Linked DNA regions of Mus musculus: region 2 is linked to region 1. Evidence: chromatin contacts called from public promoter capture Hi-C data. All regions are on one chromosome and are shown on one strand. The core of a region is the stretch at or near the end of the contact, and the rest is flanking DNA. Distances in the headings are between cores, read along the strand shown.

Region 1 (4,671 bases), core at 1,108-3,607:
CTGCACAGGAAGACCCAGCCTTTCACAGCAAGCCTTTCTCTAGTGTGGTGCTCATCCGTGCTCCAGCAGAGACAGACTCTCTCCACAGGGCCCCTTACCTTTCCCATCTGACTCCAGGATCTCCTGCAGAACCAGGAAGGATGTGGACTGTTTGGGGGGCTCGTTTAATTCTTGCTTCTCCTGAAGCATCTTGTAAACTTCAGAGTCCTTGTCAATGATAAGGCTGCCGGAGGGATGAGGCTGAACCACGCTAAAAAGAACATTTGGAAAGCCATCAGGACAACGGTGAAAAGTTAGTCCCAAAACTTCACCAGGTACTTCCTTTCAAGCAAGCACATACTACTTGAAAGAATGGACAGTGATTATCCCATGTCTCCAACTCCCCTGACAATGTTGCAGTGGGTCCTGGTAAGCAAAGCTGGCTGCTACTTTAATACAGTAAGAGGCTATTTTCCCAAATAGTCTCGTAATTCAATTACGTTGTGGCTTACTCCCACAGATGGGGACTTCTTTCCCTCTTTTAAAATTACATAGTCAACATTATGTCAAGAGAAAAATTTGAAGAGGAAAAATGTCAACCGCAACCCAGCCACTAAAACTCAGCTGAGTCCCCTTGCAGGGGGGTGGCACATGCATTCCTCGCATGAGCAGAAACCTCATCTTTTCATTCCTGATGTCAAAGTGCTTCTCACGCTGCCGGACGCTCCTCGTCCTTCAGAATGGAACTCTCCGGCCTCTGTGCCTCTAGCTGGAGGCAGCAGCCTTGGCCTGCCCCACTCACAGGGATTGTAGAGAGAAGGAAAAGTTCACAGGCTTTACTAAGTGAAGGCTCAGACCCTGGGGGCCAGGCAAGCCAGACCATGCCTCCCACTCCTTCCTCCCTTACTTTGCATGCCCAAGACAAGCTGAGGCAGGCACTACTATGATGCTGGGCCTTTTTTTTTTTTTCACTAAGCCACAGCTTACGCTGCCTGGCCACACTGGCCACAGAGAAATGGTAGAAGGGAGGTAGCCCTTCAATGGCAGACTGTCCTTATCCAGACTCCTCTCAAATTCCCAGCTCCCCTGCACGATTACGCCACACCACGGTACACCAGCAAGACCCACCAGCTGTGTAAGCCTGCCTCTCTGCTGCCTTGCGACAGAGGTCAGAGGCGGATTTCCAAGGAATTAGGAATTTCACACTGTGGCTCAACGCAACCTCCTCATCTGACCTAGAACCAAATATTTAGCTTTTATAAACAAAACGCAAGTGTATTCAAGTTCAACACCTTTGGAATAAATGTTCATTTCATAAAGGCCTTTGAAGATTAAGGCCTTTTCTCAGAACAGCTCTCCAGCTATGACTGGACCAGCCAGCCTCATTCTAGGCAAAGTTCTTACTGATCCTTCTACCTGTGCTGTGACCCCCATGTATTTCCAGAGAACCCTGCTACACACAGGGTGTATTCCTTGGAGAGGATTTACTGACCCTGACTTACAACAGTACCACACATACCTGTCCTCTACCCTCTAACTCACCCTCCTCCCGCATACTCTACCTGGATTTTTTTTTTTAATTTTTGGCTCCCCCTAGAGGTAAACAAACATATTGCCTTGCTCTCTGTAAGTGCCCAGGTCTGTCTCAGGACGTAGCCCAGACTCAGATCCAGCACCAGGTAAGTTAGTAAGCATCAATGCCACTCCCTCCTTGCTATGATCGCCATGATCCTGTGAGCTCACCCTGAAGCAATGCAGGGCTGTGGAGGACCCACCTTCTCAACCCACACATGCTCTTTCTTCTCATTTGCATAACTTGTTTAGAAGCTACCTGAAAGACATACTGTGCCCAGAAGGAGCAAGCACAAAGATCAGATGAACTACCAGTGGCGGTTACTATCATTGCGTGTAGATAGATATGTACAAACACAAACGCACAAGCTGAAGTTGCTGAGCTATGAACTCTCACCCTCCACACCACTGAGAGCAAAGGAATTACAGCCATTGAATCTATTCACTCATTTCCTACCCACCATTGTGCAATTGGTTCATGGTCCATTTTGAAGAGAAAAAGTATGTTTTCTATGGTAATTTCCTCTAAGTTACTACCCCTTTCCTGTTCATCTCTCCCTCGCTGTCCTTTTTCCTCTCCTCTGAGACAAGCGGTAGGGAAGACAGGACAGCCTGCTGGAAAATTTATATACTCGGGCTCCAAGCGAAAGACTCAAACACAGGAATAAAGCCCCAGGTAGGTTTCCCTTGGACTCCAAACATATTCTGATAACAAAGAAAACAAGGTCCACAAAGGGTGACATAGGCTCTGCTACTACTGGATAAGGCTGGTGCTGGCTGCACCTGCCACCTTTGATTTGCAATGGCTGGATAGAAGCAGCCACCCTTGTGTAACCTGCCCATGGCAGCTGGTCTCTATCTACCCTTATCTGTCTCCCTTCCCTTGCAGCAAAACATGGGGCAGGTTGAATGGCCACCTGGTGGAGTCAAACCAGAGTCTTCTACCATCTCAATTCCATCCTTTTTGATACTTGAGTTTTGGGCTTGGAACCTCACCATAATAAGCACATTACATTATTCTTTCTTAATCTTTTTCCTATTGCTCTTAGGACTATTTTAAAATCCAGATCAGGCCATGGAATGTTTGGAGGATGAATTTTTTTCTCTTATTTGTTATATGTTATGTCTGGAAGCCACCAAGGGAACACTAAAAATAACAGAACTAAACCACAAGGACATCATACATTCTTCCAGCAAACAGGCTTGGGAATAATGAAAGAAAGAAAAGAAAGGGAGGGGGGAGAAGGAAAAGAGAGTGAGAGGGGAGAGACAGAGGGGAGGAAGAAAGGGGAGGGAAGGAAGGGAGGGAGGGAGGGAGGGAGGGAGGGAGGGAAGGAGGGAGGGAGGGAGGGAAGAAGAACAATTTACCATTTATTTTCAAATAATATGACAGCATTTTTTATATGCTGTGACTTTTATGAAGTATTCTCAATATGCATTACCCTAACCAAAACACAGTCAACCTAATTCAAAAAACAACACAAGACTCTAAAATCCTAAGACTTAGACATTAGGCTGTAAGATATTAACGCAATATCTGAAAAAGTAATTGGGATAAAAGCATGCATAAGAAATGGAGCAAAAAGATTCCTATTTGTGTATATAAAAAGGCCTGCACTCTCAGGACTCTGGAGGCTCAAGAGTTCATGGTTAGCCTGGGCTACATAATAAAGGTGCATACTTCAGAGAGATCAACTTACTCTACCTATTCTCTTCCCTGGAACAAAGTGAAGCAAGTATTTCCTGACTTACTTAGTGAAGTAAATATTATACTAATATAAAATAAGGTGACAGTGTTTAAAAAGAAAGCAATAGGTGATATCCCTCATAAAGATGTAAATTTCATAGCAAATAAAATTCAGCAATATATAAAACGAATTACATGTCACAGACAAGTCTTCAAGATGCTATAGACATTATCGGCAGATTTGCAAAAATTCTTTTGAATACACAGTGAATTCCAGGACAGCCTGGTCTATGTAGCAAGACTTTACTTCAATATAACTAAAACTAAAAATAACTAAACAGTCAGAAAAATAGAACTGGAGAGAACGTCCCTAGCTCGCTACAGTGCATCTACAGAACCCATGGCATTGTCTAATAGGGAGAAGTGACATGCCACGGTCTCATCCTCTGGCCTCTACTGCTCCCCACAGTGCTGTAAACTATAGCCACTGCACTATGGGGGGAAAGGGAAACAAATAACAAATAAGGGGCAGGAGAGATGTCTCAGTGGTTAAGAGCACGGACTGCTCTTCCGAAGGTCCTAAGTTCAAATCCCAGCAACCACATGGTGGCTCACAACCATCCATAATGAGATCTGATGCCCTCTTCTGGTGTATCTGAAGACAGTTACAGTGTAATAAATAAATATAATAAATAAATAAATCTTTGGGCTGGAGCAAGCAGGGCCAAGCAAACAGGAAAAAATGAAAAAAAAAAAAAAAGGTCAAAGAAGACCACGTGAGAATCACTTACACAACATGATTGACACATCGAAAATTACACAGAATCTATTTTTTAAAATCTAGAAGTAATAGATAAACTCAGGCAAAAACACAACAAAATAAACATAAAGGAAAAAATTTTAATAAAATGTAGGGGACTGGAAAGATGGCTTAAAGGTTAAGAGCACTGACTGCTCTTCAAGAAGTCCCAAGTTCAATTCCTAGGTGGCTGACAACCATCTAAAACAGAATCCAATGCCCTCTTCTGATGTGTCTGAAGACAGCTACTCATATACATAAAATAAATAAATAAAATAAAATGTGGGGGCTGGATCTGCTCTTCCAAAAGGCTCATGTTTAGATGCCAGCACCCACATGGTGGCTGACAGTCTTCTGTATTCCCAGTTTGAAAGAATCGAGCGCCCCCCCCCCTACTTTCTGGCCTCCACAGATACCAGGCACACATGTAATGCACAAAACATACAGGCAGACAAAACATTTATATACATAAAGTAAAATTTCAAAAATCTTTTTAAAAATTAAACGTATTTCTTTATGAGCACGCAGACTCTGAAGGCACAATGCTATTTATAGGTGTTCTCAAAGTAGATTAACTTCCTATTTGGATGTAAATCTAACAGTTATGGAACCTGTGTGCTAAGAATGGTGACGC
Region 2 (4,717 bases), core at 491-2,990, 180 kb after region 1:
GCTTAGAGAATATCAATAGGGGCGGGGCAGAGACCAATTATTAAATTACCAAAATTATATTTTTTACCGATATGTATTTACTTTTTATTGATATCTACTTACATGATGACGAGTTACATAAAGACAATTTATTTCAAATAGACCATATATTTTGCCCACACTGATATAGAGATTTAGATACATATCAAACTATTCACAAATCAAGGTTGTAAATTTCATCTAACCCTTATTTCATTTCCTTCCTCATTCCCTCTGAGGTCACAGGGCTGGGGTGGAGTTTAACAGTGAAGTGCTTCTCTCTCATGCTGCAGCTCCTGGTCCCATCCCCACACCAACCAACCAACCAACCAACCAGCACCACCTCCCATTCAAGTTGGGCATGGTGGCTAAGGTCTATAATCCCAGCATTTGGGACAAGAGACAGAAAGACAGCATGTTCAAAGCCAACCTAAGCTACATAGTGAGATCCTGGCTTTAAGGGGGGTGGGAGGGAGGTTTCAATTAAGCACAGATATGTCACATGAAATCTTTTTTGTTTTTGAGTCAAAGTTAAAGTGACGGATTCTCTGATATCCACATTGTCAATTTTTTGTTTGTTTGTTTGGTTGGTTGGTTTGGTTTTTGTTTTTTTGAGACAGGGTTTCTCTGTTGTAGCCTTGGCTGTCCTGGAACTCGCGCTGTTCAAAGCTGGCCGTGAACTGAGAGATCCTCCTCTGAGTGCTGGATTGAAGGCTTGAGCCATCACTGCCCAGGCTTCTTCTTGTTTCTTTTTTTTCCTTTTCTTTTCTCTCTCTCTCTCTTCCTTTTTTCTTTTTGGTTTTTCAAGACAGGGTTTCTCTGTGTAGCCCTGGCTGTCCTGGAACTCACTTTGTAGACCAGGCTGGCCTCGAACTCAGAAATCCGCCTGCCTCTGCCTCCCGATGGCTGGGATGAAAGGCGTGCGCCACCACGCCCGGCTTTTCTTGTTGTTTCTTTAAGATAATTATAACATCTTAGCCAGGCAACAACAAAAAAATCCCAATAATATCTTTACATAAAACATGATGTGAAATTCACAAAGAATCAATAAAAAGTTAAAAAAAAAAGACACAAATTTTCCTACTTGACTTTGATTTCATCACAAAAGTTATAACAAAGGGATGCTGATGGACCTTGCTAAGACACTGGGTCTCTCTCTTCATCCATCCCCTCCACATTTGCTGTTTTATAAATTCACAAGCATCTTAATAATAAATGATTTCTCAAATACACGCTTTTCCTAACAGAAATGTATTTTTAATCGCTACTTGATGAATTACAGAATTCAGAAAAACAACAGTAACATTTTTAAACTATTCCGTGCCCTTCCACTAAATTTTTAACCTGTACTTTTAAAAAAGTCAGTTTTATTGCTCAAATTGAGGACACAGTACACAATGCCTTGAACTTTCAAATCTCCTTCATACAGTAGTAAAATCATGGGCTCAAAATAAGTCGGCTTTGCTCTCAATTTTTCTGCATGAGTTTGAACTCTCTAGATTAAAAAAAAAAAAAATCCAATTAGAAAAGCAAGGTAGCCTGCACCTTTTACTGATGTACCACAGGGTGTCTGTTGTTGGGAAACTGCTCGCACTGTGGCTGTGAGAAGTGCTGCTCTACAACACGTGTAGGGTCTGCTCCCAGATAGGTGACTGAAGAGCCCTGTGGAACCTGCAACCTCTGCTCCTGGCAGGAAGGTTTTAAGGCTACAGTCCAAGAAACACTGACCAAAGCAAGTATAAAGCACACAACCATTCAATGTCCACGCCCAAATCCAAGCCTTCACACAGTGCTGGACATGTTGAAGAATTTGTTCACTCACTGGCATAGTATTTATGTTTTATACTAATTGTGTCGGGCTTTCATTTAAGCAAGGAAACAGATTTTTCCTTCTTCTCCTGTAAAATTTTCACAGTGAATAAAGCAATGTGTGGGTGCAGTTCCACTCACAGGGCCTGCTAGTCATGACTGCCGGCCCCGTCTGCAAGCAGCCTGGCAGTGGGTTACAAATGAGAAATCTAGTAAAAGCACAGGCATTTCTTATCTCAACACATCTCAGCTGGATGTTTGGGAGAGCAAAGAATTCAAAGGGGCCCTGAATGCAAAGCCACTTCACATCATACTTCATAGTGGCCAAAACCTATAAAACGTCGACACAATGTAACAAGCAGATGTCTTGCTTTTTCATGAAAGTATTTCTAACTCCCCATGTACATCCTACCATACAGTCCTATCACAGTGTGAGGGCTAGTTTCACAATGCATCAAACCCTTTCCTCAGCTGGTTCCTTGAGACCATCACACAACACATTCATCCAGATCTCATTCACCAGCCCCCCATACCCTCACAGAGGCAGCCCACTTTCCTACTCACCCAAGTTTGTGTCCTTGTTTTTTTGTTTTTTGGTTTTCGTTTTTAAACAACACTGGGTCAGATGCTCCTGGATGTGTGGCCATCCACTGGAGCATGGTAAACCCTCTTAAAGACAACCTGCTCGCCCTTCTCCATCAGCCACCAAGTACCAACAGCTCAGCTAGGGTGAGGACTTCCTGCCTGCCTCCCTTCTTCACTGCATCAAGCTCTTAAAGCTCCCAAAGTCTCCAGTTGTTTGTATTAAACACAGTGCCACTCAATAATAGAATTTCTTTTGGCAAAGACATTAAAACAAAACAAAACTTAAAGAGATTGTTCAAATATTTTACTTTTTGTGATAAAGAAACCCTTTTTCATTTCAAATAAGCTTCATTTTTTAAGTACTGTTCAAACTACAGAAGGAATGGATGGATATAAGCACACACTAAATAAATTAAATAAAAAGACCCAGTGTCACTTCCCTGACACACCTCATATGCTTTGGCTATAATTCGTTACATTATCTGGTCATGAAAATTATGTATGTCTGGCATTTCCTCTTAAGTATTTCTCTCTTGCGATGAAGGTTTTGAAATAAAGTTCTAATGATGCATGTTTTTTTTTTTAATTCCATCCATTCTTTCCTCTTTAGGTTTTCCCAACTTCAGAAATTTGTGGGGTTTTTTTTTTTTTTGGTTTTGGTTTTGTTTTCACAGACACGGCCTCACTTTGTAGTTCTGGTTGGTCCAGAAAAACCAAGACCAACTTCCCAGAAGTAGCATTTCACTCCCTGATGAACACGCCTCTGACAGAGACTTCTGCAAACTCTTCACAACTCTCTGCAGCACAAAATGCTTTTTTGTTTGTTTGTTTGTTTGTTTGTTTGTTTTTCGAGACAGGGTTTTTCTGTGTAGCCCTGGCTGTCCTGGAACTCACTTTGTAGACCAGGCTGGCCTCAAACTCAGAAATCCACTTGCCTCTGCCTCCCAGGTGCTGGGATTAAAGGCGTGCGCCACCACGCCCTGCAAAATGGTTTTTTTTATGTGTGGGATTGAAACAGCCTCAAGTTGTGCTTCTTGCTTCTTCTCAACTACCCAAACCTGCTGTATCTGACTTTGCTAGTGAGGCAAGTCCTGTCACCATTGAGAGCTAGGCACACTTCAAAGACCATCTTATTAATTCTGATAACTCTTTGGTGTGGGAATTGTCACCAAACCCACAAGAAATGGAACTGTAAACTCCTCTCTGTCTGACCTTGAATTCCATGGTCGAGACTCACACATTTTGGGTCCTTCTGTTTGTATTCCAAGTCCTCTCTGTGGCATTTGAATGGTGACTTGGAGAATGTTCTAAACAAACTATTCAATACATTTATACAGTTCCGGGGAGTCTCTGAGTGGCACCACAGCCTGTGCTCCGGGATCACACACACACACACACACACACACACACACACACACACACACACTGCCCTTGACAGACCTACTATCTGAGGCTCAGAGGTTGCTTAATGGCAAGTCGCTGCTATTTATTTTTAAAGCCATGTGATGCCCTCGGAGGATGACAGTCAACAAAAGCTTCTGAAGTAGCCTGTGAGCAGCTCTGAGTGAGCCCTGTCCACTAGAAGACGAGTGAAGACTTCTTTACATCCGTCGCCCTGAAGCCCCTCAACAGCACAAATTCTAAAACTGGAAAGGTGAAAATCCCCAAATAAGGACATCAGTTGAAAATAAAAATTTTAAAAACAAACAAACAAATAATACAATAAAATGAAAAAATGGGAATAAAGTGTGGTGGCACACATCTTACTCCCAGCCCTTGGGAAGCAGAGACACGTGGATCTCTGAGTTCAAGGCCAGCGAGAAACCCTGTTTTGGAGGAGAAAAGAAAGAACGAAGGAAGGAAAGAGAAGGAGAAAGAAGGGGGAGGGAGAAAGTAAAGAAATGGACATTTTTAAAACTCTGCTCAGTTGTACCTGAGGAGTTAGCTCCATGCCAGCCACCCTAAGTCTAGCTGGCTCTTACTCCTTTGACTTGGCTCTTGTCAACTCTAGGGGCAAAGATGTGCCCAGTTCCTATAAACACAGGGGTCTTTTTAGCTCTGGTATAGATGTTGGAATGGGGCTGGGGGAGGGGTGGTGACCAGTGTATGTAGAATGCCTGAGGTCCATACAAGTCAGTGAAACCTATTCAAGACCAGCTCCTCTTTGAGCATTCGCCTGAGCTGGACAAGTGCACCGCAGAGCTTTCGGGAAGGCATACCATTTCGTAAATGTTTTTGTTTTGTTTTGTTTTTCCAGACAGGGTTTCTCTGTGTAGCCCTGGCTATCCTGGAACTCACTTTGTAG

Evidence for each region. Capture Hi-C pulls out chosen DNA fragments and counts their contacts.
Region 2: a contact with region 1 is called in a promoter capture Hi-C map of liver. The contact joins two enhancer-like sites.

Annotation. Positions count from the first base shown.
Region 1 is chr19:40,230,409-40,235,079 of GRCm38.p6, forward strand. It overlaps Pdlim1 (PDZ and LIM domain 1 (elfin)), which reads right to left. Exons shown (of 7, transcript NM_016861.4): 5 at 99-250. Among named protein-coding and RNA genes, the nearest start is that of Gm41845, 39 kb to the right of the region's middle. Within about 2 kb of position 2,358, at least 33 of the 459 cell types and tissues checked have an H3K27ac peak or open chromatin away from gene starts, as enhancers often do. A contact at or near this core is called in liver, where this site is marked.
Region 2 is chr19:40,415,646-40,420,362 of GRCm38.p6, forward strand. The region is part of intron 2 of Sorbs1 (sorbin and SH3 domain containing 1); the gene reads right to left. Among named protein-coding and RNA genes, the nearest start is that of Sorbs1, 96 kb to the right of the region's middle. Within about 2 kb of position 1,741, at least 15 of the 459 cell types and tissues checked have an H3K27ac peak or open chromatin away from gene starts, as enhancers often do. A contact at or near this core is called in liver, where this site is marked.